Regions from separate parts of the Zea mays genome. Here region 1 is linked to region 2. Evidence: chromatin contacts called from public Hi-C data. All regions are on one chromosome and are shown on one strand. Each heading gives the region's core, a stretch centred on a gene start, on an enhancer-like site or on the middle of the called end of the contact. The rest is flanking DNA. Distances are from core to core; before and after follow the strand shown.

Region 1 (6,505 bases), core at 1,363-3,862, 390 kb after region 2:
ATCACAAGATTCACGCGCGCGCGCGCGCACGCACGTACGGGTCTGCGGCCGTGTCCCACTCGGTCCCAACGCCGTGCATACATGCTCGCCAACACAAGACAAGGAAACGAACGCACCTTCTCGCGTTATCACGAGGGAGCGCCGTCGGTCGGTGAGGTGAGGTCAATGTACATGTACCCAACCGGTGGACGACGCAACGCAAGGTCCCGCCCGCGCGCGTGTACGCCGCCGTCGGATCCGGCGGACGATCGAGTCACTCATGGCGCGCGGGCACGGCGGCGGACCCAGCCCCGCCCACCAAAACCAGCACAGCAGACTTTCCGCACAACCGCATCATGGCCTCTCCATTTCAAGCACCAGCACGGCCCGCCCGCGTCTCAGAGTTCGGACCACGCCGCCGTGCAGCCCCAGGAGCCCCCAGCAATGGGAATTGGGAATGCGCCCATGCTCGTTGCCAAATCAAGGCCGTCGTGCCTGTAGTGTACTAGTAGTAGAGGAGCAGAGTGGTATACCACGTGGGACGGTACAAGTACACCAGCATCAATTGTAGACTGTGCTAAAAAAAAAGCCATTCACGTATCGATACACTAGTTCGTAGACTCCAGCGCACATCAAAACTCTACGTGCTCATCGGCATTCGGCAGCATATTACATTTCTCATCGACTCGAAGATAGTAACACGAACAGCGTGGGAAAGGCGTACAAGTACACAGTGCACGTAGGCACGAGACACAACACACTCTCGACGACGGACCAACGGCGCCGTTCCCGGTTCCGGCGTTCACCGTCCGCCTGTTTTCAGAAAATCGCGGGAAGCCGGTTTAGCGGGAAGAGGTCGCGCAGGTCCTGGAAGTAGTCGTTCTCCTGCACCGGCGACGCGGCCCAGCTGGGCGCGTCGTCAGACGAGGCGGGCTCGGCGACGGCGGCGGCGGCATTCCACGACGCCTCCGGCGACGACGGCTCGGCGTAGAGGAACCCCGCGTCGGGCTCGAAGTCCCAGAAGCCGCTGGTGGCGTAGACGGGCGCGTCCTCGAACGGCACGAACTCGCCCAGCTCCTCCTCCTCGAGGACGGCCAGGCTGCGGCGCTGGGCGGCCGGCGCGTCCGAGTCGTCCTCGGCGAGGGAGGACAGGGAGGGGACCTTGCGGAGCACGGACGTCGGCGACGACTCCGCGCCGGACTCGTAGCCCGCCGCCGGTGTCGTCGCCGGGTCCTGCCCGGCCCCGGCCCCGGAGCCGGAGCCGCAGTTAGTGGCGGCGGACGCGGAGAAGTTGGTGGTGGCGTTGGCCCCGCGGAGCTGGACGGCGGCGGCGTCGTAGACGCGTGCGGCCTCCTCCGCGGTGTCGAAGGTGCCGAGCCAGACGCGCACGCCGCGCCACGGGTCGCGGATCTCCGCCGCGAACTTGCCCCACGGCCGCCTCCGCACGCCGCGGAACTTGGTGCTCGCCGCGCCACCGGCGCCCTTGGCCAGCCGTCTCCGCGCCCCGCTGCACACGCCGGGACCAGCGACGCCGGCCTTCCTCCCGCGGTCGCCGTCCCCGGGGTTGCACTGATCCGGCACGGGAAGAGCCGCCGGTGCTGGTGCTGGTGCTGGTGCCAGCTCCCTCACCATTCTGCCGACCCTCCGGGCTCCGCAGCCCTCGTCGTCGCCGGAGGAATCGGTCAGGTCAGGATCGTCCCAGAAGATCCGCACCGTGCGCGAGCGCGACATGGCACGAACGAAGTACAGCAAAGATGGCGGCCGGGAGTTACACTAGACTAGACCCAAGCTAGCTAGCTAATAACCGAAGCGCACAGGCAAGGAGAGACAGACGAGCAAGTACCTCCCTGGCGTTGAGATGACACGAGAACCCCAACCAAACCAGGCCCTGCATGCAGGCTGCTACCCTGACCCCAGCAGGAAAAGAAGCTGCAGGGGGGGCGCGCGATCGGAACGGACGGCCGGGTGGATTTCCCTCCTGCCTGGCTCCTGCACTGCGGATCGGCAGGGGAATAAAGAGCAAAGAAAGGGTCGGGAAGGGAGGGAGGCGAGGCGATGCGAGCAGGAAGGCAGACCGGGGCGCAGGGGATCGGAGGAAGAAAGGGGGAGGAGGGAATGGCCGCAGTAAAGACGACGGGCTCTTTAAAAAGAGCAGCGGAAATGCAGCAGCAGCTACGAGTAGCTGAAAGCAGAGAGAGGCAGCAGCAGTCAGGCCGCGCGCCCGTCCTGTTGTCCCCTGCCGAGTTCGTAGTACTACGGACGCAGGCGCTGCTGCCGCGGCCCCGACGGGGACGCTGTAGCTATAACGGTTTTCGAGCTCCGTGAGCGACACTCCGGGCTCCTCGGCGAGAGGGAGCGGGGAGCTAGCTTCGGAAGGTCCTGGAGCAGGAGCACCGACGATAATAAAGAAAAAGGCTCGAAGAACAAGGCCGGAGACGAAGGAAGGGAGGTGGCAGCGGCGGTGTGGCGTGGCGTGGCGTGGAGAAAGCCGAGGAGGAGACCCTGTGAGAGCAGAGCTGGGAAACGGCGGCGGTGCGGTGGCGACGTGAGGTGGAGGGGGAGGAGTGGTGCGGAGGATGGAGGTGATGGGATGGGAGTTTCTGGGGGTTTGGCGAGGTTTTTTGGGGGGAGTGGAGTGGACAAGGCGAGTAGTGTCCAGTGTCCACCCGTCTTTCTTATAGGAATCCCCGACCCGACAGGCTCGGTTGCGACCCACGCTCGATTCCGCGGTGGTGACAGACAGGCCGCGCGCGCTAGTTTAACCAGGTCCGGCTCTGGCAAGAACCGTAATTAAGTTGTGCCGGTTAACCGGCCCCCTTCCTCCAGCCGCATTCACTCCCGCTGCGTGGGTTGGGTTTACTAATCACCCCGAGGCGTACGGCGTAGTGGCGTGCCATACCGCTACTCGGCCCCGGCTCCGGCGCAGACGATGAGGGAGTATGATTTAGGGTCTGTATATAACAGTTACACCGCTGAAATAGTAAATCTAGATCTTCGTGGAGATAGACAGAAAGAGAGTAACGGTAAGAACGGGAGAGGGAAAACGTCATAAGACTAGGAAAATATCAAAAAAAAAATTAAAAACGGTATCATATGTATCCCAGCTTCAACGGTGGTTAATTTTTATCAAGCTTAAATTTGTTGAGTAGCTATTAAAGAGCTTCACCGAGACGATGTATCTAAACCTCTAATTTATCAGGTCGTTAAATCTGAATTTCATGAACCTAACTGTCTACTTATAAAGTAGAGATATTTTTGGTAAATTTGAATCTGGATGAACCATCCCCTAAGTAGGTAGGTAGGTAGCTGTAAACTCCCACGAGCCTGCACTGCACTGCTCTGCACCTGTGCAGCCTTGTTTGGCTGGCACGGTGGCCGCTGGCGCGCGGGGCGCAGGGCGTGCAGCGCAAGTGGGAAAGCTGGCCACGGACGCGGACGCCCCGCGGGCCGTGGGGACGGGGCATGCGCGCCACTGCTCTGCGCGCGGTGGAGTCGCCGGCCGCCTGGCCTGCGCTTTGACTCGGCGGTACGTACCGTCTGTGACCTGAACATCGCGCTGTGTCCTCCTCCTCCTTCGCCAGTTCTTTTTCAAAATGGAAACAAAGTACTTACTGTCCTAACAGTGGGAAATTATGCACGGCGCTGCTGCTCGCTCGCTCGGTCGGTCGATATTTTTGGGAGTGATGCAGCGTCCGTCCCTTCGCTACAGTGATGCAGCGCGCGTCTTGAGCCCGAACAGCAGACCGCGCCGCGTCCACCCGTGGCGATATTTTCGGGCGCGGTACCGGTACGGAGCCACGGTGTGGCCCCGCGGCCGCGTGGTCCTGCTACTCATCCCTGAGCCCCGGGGCCCAGCGGGCAGCCTCCCTCGGCAGGCCGGGGCCGGGCCCGTCCGGGTCAGGTGGCGGGGGAGCCAGTCGCGGCGCGACGCGTTGTCACGGGGGGCTCGGCGCCGGCGGCCATCGGGACGCGGGCGATGCGAGGTGAGGCCGGCACGTGATGGCGGTCGGCCTCGGCCGCCCGCCCGTGGGCCGAGACGGCCAGACGCGAAAGGAAAATGGCCGGTCAAATCGTCGAGCGGAGCACCGGCGGGCGGCGGCGTCAGAGGCCCCCCTTCTGCACCGGACCCAATTTTAATCTTAACGAACCCATCACTCCCGGTGTTACAGTTGTACACGCCGCGCTTAAGTACTACTACTACTCACTCGCGAAGGAACTTAGCTTAAGTAATGAACAGGGACGACGATGGCGTAGGACATTCATGTCGAACCGGACCGCGTAGTGCGAGATATGGCTAAAGACAGTCCCTGATGTCTGTGTTCTCTGCTGTGCAGAGCTAGCGCTTCTATCAAATGCTCCTTTACGTCAGTTTTTTTCTTGAATTCAAATTAAAGTTTTGCATTACTGACTCACATCCTCTACCGCCGCTCCGATTCTCGCTATGGCAACAACAAAAAAAACTAAAAACACACAGCTTTCAACTATACTCTGGTCGATGAATGCAAGTATTCAGATCAGACATCACTGAGTTCTTCACACATTTTAAAAAAAAAAATAGATGCTAAATTTTCAGATTTCCAGTCAACGTACTAGCTAGGTTCACAACCAAACATTCAATCATTTTGCGTATTATTCAACTTTCTTCTTCCCCTACCAAATCATTGGGTTCATCATGGGTCACGCTAACCTATACTTCTCGAGCCGTTCTTTATAACTCTTAGAATCCATTGGGTAGGGATCTATTGATATGCAAAATTAAAACAAAGGATTGCAGTGTCCCTATCTACAGTCGGTCAGGCCAGGTCAGTGAGGCTTTCTCCAATATATCCCCTGTCTCATTCTCTATTTCAAACTCCACTCTGCAAATACTGTCAAACGGTGTCATCTACAGTTCCACGTCCTCTGTTTTACAGAGTCAGCTGGAGACGATCTGAAGCCGGCTAGACAACCTTTAGGATCCGGTCATGTAGGCTTTATAGTGATGTTGTTGCAATCAAGCAGCGTCTGAACAACCGGCACACATGGAGTCAAAAGACACACCAGTGCTGCGATTGTTTCTTTTTGAATGCGGCTCCAACCATCTCTACGTGCTAGTGGCGATCGGGTTTTAGAAGTGTCACGTTGCTTGACCTGTCAACCAAGGACGGTATGCGATGATCGGTAAATTGCTCTATAGATACATAACAACAATAAAACATCAAAATTTGGCCTAATCACGCGGATTGGACCACTAGTCAGCCCCCTTGAGTTAATTGTCCTTTTTTACTAGTCACCTAAAATAAGTAAATAAACATGCACCGGAAGCGTCCAAAGAGAAAATAAACCTTTATGAAGCATGGTATAGACGATCATTGGTCATAAATCAGCATATGCCACATGCACGACTAAAGGCGGAGAAACGGGTCAGAGAGTTGGAGTTGTCAGGATTACCCACAATATGCACCAAAACTAGAGCCAGATAAACGATGAGTCATGCATAAAAACATCTCGGATCCACAATATATATCATTACCAATGACTCTAAGAACATTTGTAACCACAAGGATGCCCATATAGAACAAATGATGTGACTAAGGAGGTTCATCGAATGTGTTTCCATACCCTTGACCAATTGGACCAACAACCAACGATGCTTCATCTGCCATGTCCGTGTTTCTCCAACACTAATAATATCAATTAATCTGGGTGTGGACAACATCAAACTTGACGGCAATCGAAAGAGGAGACATGTACGCTGGCATAGAGGAAGGTGATGTCGTCGATCCAAAGGGTAGTAGCAACAATTCTGCGACGTATGTTGGTGGAGAGGAGGATGATGACGATGATCCGATCAGCGGCGACAAGGGTTCTATGGTGCCATGGTGGCTAGAGGTGAGCAGGATGCCGATGATTCCACATGCGAAGAGGAGGATGCAAATGACCCGATCAACGACAACAATAGTTCTACGGCGCCATGGTGGTCTACTAGCGGCGAAGACTAGGTAGTGGAACAGACACAACCAACAAAGCAGCCAGGCGGAGCCGTGCCTACTCACTCATGCGTCACGGAGCCGAACGCGTGAAAACGGAGTTGAAGGCAGTGGAGCCAGCATCATTGCGGTGATTTTCGTTGGGGCCATTCTCCAGTTTTGTGAGGGGCTAGAGCTAACTCAGTTTGCAGGCTAAATGCACGCCATTTTTTTCCTAGCATGGAGACGCGCCCTCGCCGCTAGTGCCCCCACACCTCCCCAAAGCCCGCGTAGGGGCTTTCGGTGAAATAGCTATCCAAATGTGGAGGGAGAGAAAAACTCTCCTCATATGACCTTATTCGATTGCGTAGGATTTAGAGGGGATTGAGAGGATTAGATCCTCTTTTATTCAATTTTGACTAGAAAGAGATTTAATCCCTTTCAATTCCTCTCAAACCGAACATGCTCTCTATATAGAGTGAGTTTTAGCCTTCCCTCATTCTTTATGATATTAACCATTTTTAAGTACCGTAAGTTGCTAATATTGTGTATTATGTTAGTACAAATAGTCTATGGTT
Region 2 (6,339 bases), core at 100-2,599:
TAGTGGTTTGTGACCATTAATGATTTGTTCCCGATCCGTCAACTCGTTAGCTCTGGTTCCATTGTTCTAACCGATGATCCTGTTCCCGATTATAAATTAAAATATAGATTTGAAAGTGGTTTGCTCTCGCCAGTTTTCATCCCCACTCAGTCCATCGCCGCCGGACAACAACAATTATAGTTACTATTTTCAGCTCCATGCTAATTTGTCTGAGATATGCTATAAATTAATTGTTTTTTTTTGTCATCGAGATTGGAGAGGAAAGGACAGATAGGTTTATCTAGGAACAATCTCTACAGTACATAGAGGATACAACGAAGTCGCATTACAGATACACCATACACGTGCCCAGAGCTTTGGCTCCGGGCAGAGTCCTGACAAACGAGCGTTTAAAAAGTAGCTCTTCGCAAATAATCCTGCCAAACGTCCTTCAAAGCCCATCTGAATGAACATATAATGAATTTACTCCCTTGTAAACAAATGAATTCTCCCTTTTGCAACTTTTTTCTTTGGGAGTTAAGATCATACTTGTACCGTCGGTAATCAACTTATATTATATCCTATTCTCTAGCCTAATGAGATCAGATGCCGTAATATTATGAAAGCCATACAAGCTTAACAGTACTATTTTTGCTTAGACCCCGTTTGTTTGGTTAGAATTGAATTCCATTTTAATAATTATAATTTAGACAAAACTAATTAAGTTTATATATTTATATATGTAATATATTTGTATATTATTCTAAATTATATGAGAGATAGTTATATACTATATTTATGTTATAGCGGCGCAAGTAAAAGAGTGTACTACAAATTGTATATCAGAAAAATAGCATATAAATCTATAGAATCAATTTTCATCTCTCACCAAATGAATTTAATATAGGCTTATATGATAACTTTGGAAAGTGGTGGAATGTCCCATTCTAAAAAAATAACATATTTCATTATTAAGATTCCAATTCATCAAAATTAAAGGAAACAAACGGGACCTTAGTGAAAAGTGAGAATCAGCAAATAGATTAGAAGAAATTTTCCAAATTTATACCAAAATTTGGTACTTAATAAGTAAATTTGTGTGAATATCGATAGAACTAAAATGCTTGGGCAATGAAGCATATCTAAACTAGTTGACTGCCAATTAAAAAGACGAAACGCTAATGCACTTTTTATTTGGGACCCTCGTTTTTTCTAACAATCGACAATCCAATCCCAGGAGAATGTGTTGGGCGACCTTAGCAAAAGCTGCAGCGAGACATTTATGCCAACAAGGGGCACTAGTGCGTCCAAGCAGAGAACAAGAGACGCAGCTGGATGGGCACGCACTACTTGAGAGGCGTGCCATTGCAGCAGGTCCTGCGTCCCGCAGGTACGTCCAAGTTCCCCATAAGCATACCTATCTCACTGGGAACATTACACTACAGAAGAACGCCCAGATGTAAACAGAATATGGCAGCTCAAAAGGCTAGGCTGAGGGCACAAGACCCTCAGAAAAGGAATTAAAATAAAATAGGAAGAGTTCAATGTGTACTTTCTGGGGAATTAGGTATCCGACTTAAATTTACCCTACTTTCCACCAACAAAGCTTCAGAATCCCCATCAATTGCAGCAAAATCAAGTTTGGTGCCGAGTATAGAGCTCACCCTACCATCCCCAGGATTATCATCGATAACCTTAACCTCAACCTCCATACCTGTCTCAGAATCAAGCATGAAGGGCTTCTCTTGACTGTCAGGACTAGCAACAGGAGCAGGCTCCTTGCCTAGTTGAGGTTCTGCCATAGCAGAGGGTATGATCTCCATGTCATCACCTGATTCTCCAACAGCAGAAGGTGCAACATCCAGCAAGACATCAGCGGGTGTAACTTCCGGTATGCCAACAGCATGTTCGAGGGTTGCTTGTAGTGCACCATCCTCAATTGCTGGAGGCAACACATCCTCCATGTGCTTGTTCGGCTGTGTGATTACTGTTGTTGCCACCACCACCTCAGGTTGGGGAAGTGAAATTTCTGGAGGTGCATCCAGAACCCCAGATCCTATAGTTGCAGCAATAGTTCTCCCTATGCCATCACCAAGTTCATGTTTTGATACTGATCCTTCCTCCATGACATCAGTGTGACGTTGTGGAGCAGGATTGCTCACCACTGGTTCAAGCAATTCCATGTCATGGTCATCTTCTGGTACAGCCATCTTCTCTTCCATTTTTACAGATGCAGAGGCAGTAGTTAAACCCTTTTGAGTCTGGTTCTTATGAAGGGCCAAAGCTCTCTGTCATTGTCGAAAAAAGAGAAAGTTAGCATTCCCATATCAATAAACTGATAGCTAATTTGTGTAATTGAGCTATAAAGATACACAATAGTGAACAATAAACAGTTCAAATAAGAAGTTCTAGAGAAGATTGGTAGAGAAGGAAGAACTTGCCTCAAAGATAGTATTGTCACTTTTGAGGTAACGTGAACTGAAAGGGTTGAGGTTTCCATATTTTGTTGACATTTTTCCAATATTTCCATTATCCTGCTTTAAAAACATAGTAGCAACCATAATAAAAAAAAATTGAAGTGGCTGGGAAAACAAAAACCTAAATAAATTTTAACAAATGCAAATACCTGAATTTCATTCCTAACCAAATGAGAGGTTTTTGTTACGTCCAAATCTCCCAGCAAGGATATACACCTTTTGTACAACTCAGGCTCAACAAGATCATGTGAAACACTGATTCTGGATAGATAGTTTTTACAAAAGACCACGCTATTCTTTGACAGCATAGAAGTCACAAGTTGTGCTCCTTGAGGAGCTTCCAAACTTTTTGAACTTTTAGTATGATTCTTCGCTTCAAAGTTTTCAGCAGTCAAGCGTCCAATTTCCTTTTGGTCAGCCTCAGGTTGAAGATTGTGTTGTCCACCAGAATCAGAAACAGCAGTTATTGCAGAGTCAGGATCCTTCTTAGCTACCAGAAGTTCAGCATCCGGCACATCATTTGGTCCCTTGGATACATCACCAGTCAGCTCCCAACCTCTGCTACCAGCATGAGGTCTATTCTGATCCCACTCTTGTCTACCATAGATATAGGGTTCACCAGGAAATACACCACTACCTCCATTCCAAACTTGCATATGAGGTGGGCATGATTCATCCAGATGATTAGGCCACCCAAATGGGCGCATGTGGGTCGAAAACCTATCAACAGCATCATGCATAGGATATGAAACTCCAGGTTGGTTTAATTTCATTTGAGGTCTAAGGTTAAACATAGGTGGGCCTGGAAACTGATGGACAGGTGGATGAAAACCAGGAGCACCACCATGTTGGATGGGGACGAAACCATTAGAAACTGGAGAAGGCCAGTTTGGCTGGCTGTTCCAGCCATGTCCATGTCCACGAACAGAATTCATGTCATTCCTTTTTTGATGACCATGGAACCTCCTATCTCCATTTTGAGGCCTACGGTCATCATCATGTGGACCCTGGAAGGAAGGGTCACCGTTCCGTGCAGGTGGCAAAGGATTATTTGGTGAACTGCCCAAAAAATGACCACCTCTACTTATGGATGAATTTGACGGTGTTGGCTCCCTGAATGGAACCTTAGCTGGCATTCGATCTTGATGATGTGATCGCTCTTGAGCTATGTCACCATCTCTATCTCTGTATTTCGTAAGGCTCTTTCTTTCTCCTTTATTATCAAGACTACGCCCACCACTAAGCCTACCTGAAAACCTATGGTCACCTGAAGATGGAGATTTTTCAGACAGTTGTTTTGGTGAAGTATGCTTATCTTTGCTAGGTGTGCGGTCATAGTGTGATGTAGAAATTTCCAATGTTACATCACGAGGTTGGTAATCATCCTTCTGTTTAAGCCTTTCAGACGACCAATTTTCTGCATCCCTGTCACGAAGTCTAGAAGCAGGTGTCCTTTCTCTACCAGAAGATGCTCTTGGACGATTATTTCTCTCATCATATGGAATTTCTCTCTTTCCATGATCCACCACTTTAGACCCATGCCTGGACATCAATGAATTAACCATTTTCAGATGTTAGAAGGAACAGAGCATAATTGGTTGCAAGATTAACCATTTTCAATGAATTAACCATTTTCAGATCCACCACTTTAGACCCAAAATATGTTAATTGGTTGCAAGATTGCAATATTTGACATTCTAAAACCAATATTTAAAACACATACCATGATGTTCAAGAAATGATCAAGCCTCACTTGACAAACAACCTCTGTAAACTAAATAAGACCAACCCATGGTCTACCCACTGAAACAATATATAGTTTTTTTTCTTTTATGTGGATTGTAAACAAAACCAATTCGCAAGAAGCCAAACTAAATATTTTAAATAGACAAATATTAACCCTGAACCTCATAGAGGAACTCCCCAACCATGAACCAACTGTTCCATTCTGGAACTTACTAACATGCGACAGTAAAACCAACCACAGAGCCAACCAAACTGTATCTGATAAATAAACTGTGATCTCAACAGGAGCTTCCAGGCCTACAGATATATTACAAATAACAATATATAGTCTCTTAAAATAATTTATCACCCAAGACAACAGTAGTCAGCAAATACACCTGCCACAAAGATGACCAGCTACCTTATGCATAGAAATACTACAATAATTTAGCGCACAAACTATGCACATAATACATGTTAGTAAGGAACAAATATTCATGGTTAACATTAAATAGAAATATATAAAAAAACAGATTACTGTAAAACTAGGACAAGGTATAGCTACAATGCTGCACCCTTTTAAGAGATTAGTCCAGTATTTTCAGATGTATAGCCATATAGAAGATAAGTTACCGGCTCTGATCTTTGTCATGATAAGAACTTGGGCTAGGTGAACTTCTTGAGTGGATTTTACTTGGACTAGAACTACGATCAGGTCTTGCTCTCTCAGTCAGAGAATCCAGACGCCCACTGCCTGAAGATTTTTCCAAATGCACACGTTGATCACGTGTGCTTGGAGGCTTTAAATCATATTGGTCATCATTTTCCTCAGGAGGTCGTTTTTTCCCTCTACTTTCCTTGTACCTATTGTTGTAATCCTCATAATGATCAACATCTTGAACTGCATCCTTTCTGTAATGGCTCTCTGAGCTTCTGCGTCCATCTTTAGCACTCTTATATTCAGCTCTATCACTTTCATGACTACGGGCCACTCGCTCATTAGAAAACTTGTCGTCATGTTGCCTCTTATCCCTTACGTAATCATCCTTGTACTTTTCCTTATACTTGTCGTCATCAAACCTTTGTTCCTTAGAGCTCCTAGATTTACCATGTTCATATCTGGACAGGGTCTTTCTGTCATCACTGTCTCTATTGTCAGTGGACCACTTATCTGTATCTTCAGAATCATCTTTTCTTCGGCTGTGTTTTTCAGCTTGCATATCAGGATTATTGTACTTCTCTTTCGCTGAAATTTCTGCCTCAAAAAGTAGTAGTTTAGAAGGCAATATCAGCAAAAGAAAAGAAAAGAAAAGAAAACAACCCAAAAACATATAATAAAACTCAAATAAGTAGTGTTCAGGTAAAACAAGTACATAGGTAAAAACAGTTCGGCATAGAGCAAAATAGCTCTTTCAAGTATACTATCCATCTGCTTCACTGAGATAGGCCCAGGAGGCCAGGACTATCAAGGCAATAGATCAGAACAAGAAATATGGTTTCAATTTTCATATAAATTTGCAACAAGATACCATGCTGTAAGCTATATATAATAAGCATAACAGAGTTTAATGTAGCAAAGGGAAACATGGATATTAAATCGTTCAGTGTGATAGAAAACAACGCAAAAGTAGGAAAACTATGAACTCCACAGGTTACAACCATTTCCAGCACATTTATTAATATATGCTAGAACTATTTAAAATAATGATAGCATCATGCAAAACTCTAAATGAAATCAGGATAAGAAAACTGTAACACATTGCAGTAGGAACATGACGTATAATCGTACATAGAGCAGGAATGCTATTGGTATTGTTGAGAACATGTAGAAAATGGGCTACTCACCATTGACATCTGTATCTCTCCTATATGAGTAGGCCTCCTGTTCCGTCCTACTCATCTTCAAGCCACTCTTCCTGCTCCCGCCATCCTCATACCTCTCGTGCTTGGAATCATGATCTTTCTTGTCCCACTCCCGCTCCTTCTGCCTATCACGCTCCCTCTCATGCTCCCTGTCCCGCTCTCGGTCCCTATCTTTCTCACGCTCCCGTTCTCTCTCCCTCTCCTTCTCTCGTGCTCTTTCCTTCTCACGCTCTCTATCCCTACTCCTTCCCCTATCTCGCTCCTTCTGCCGCTCCCATTCTTCCCCCCTTTCCCT

Evidence for each region. Hi-C and Micro-C count contacts between places; a contact is called where the count stands out from the background.
Region 1: a contact with region 2 is called in a Hi-C map of ear, with 2.9 times the contacts expected there. The contact joins the promoter of LOC100193610 here to the enhancer-like site in region 2. A contact is called at or near these places in 2 of 25 Hi-C or Micro-C datasets (ear and leaf).

Annotation. Positions count from the first base shown.
Region 1 is chr8:151,989,610-151,996,114 of Zm-B73-REFERENCE-NAM-5.0, forward strand. It overlaps LOC100193610, which reads right to left and starts at 2,613. Exons shown (of 1, transcript NM_001138712.1): 1 at 639-2,613. The coding sequence starts at 1,710. The coding sequence ends at 799.
Region 2 is chr8:151,602,347-151,608,685 of Zm-B73-REFERENCE-NAM-5.0, forward strand. It overlaps LOC103636131 (zinc finger CCCH domain-containing protein 13), which reads right to left. Exons shown (of 5, transcript XM_008658490.3): 1 at 6,027-6,339; 2 at 4,815-5,436; 3 at 2,606-3,998; 4 at 2,421-2,513; 5 at 1,216-2,267. The coding sequence ends at 1,521. Among protein-coding and RNA genes, the nearest start is that of LOC103636131, 4.1 kb to the right of the region's middle. Within about 2 kb of position 1,350, at least 9 of the 20 cell types and tissues checked have an H3K27ac peak or open chromatin away from gene starts, as enhancers often do. A contact at or near this core is called in ear, where this site is marked.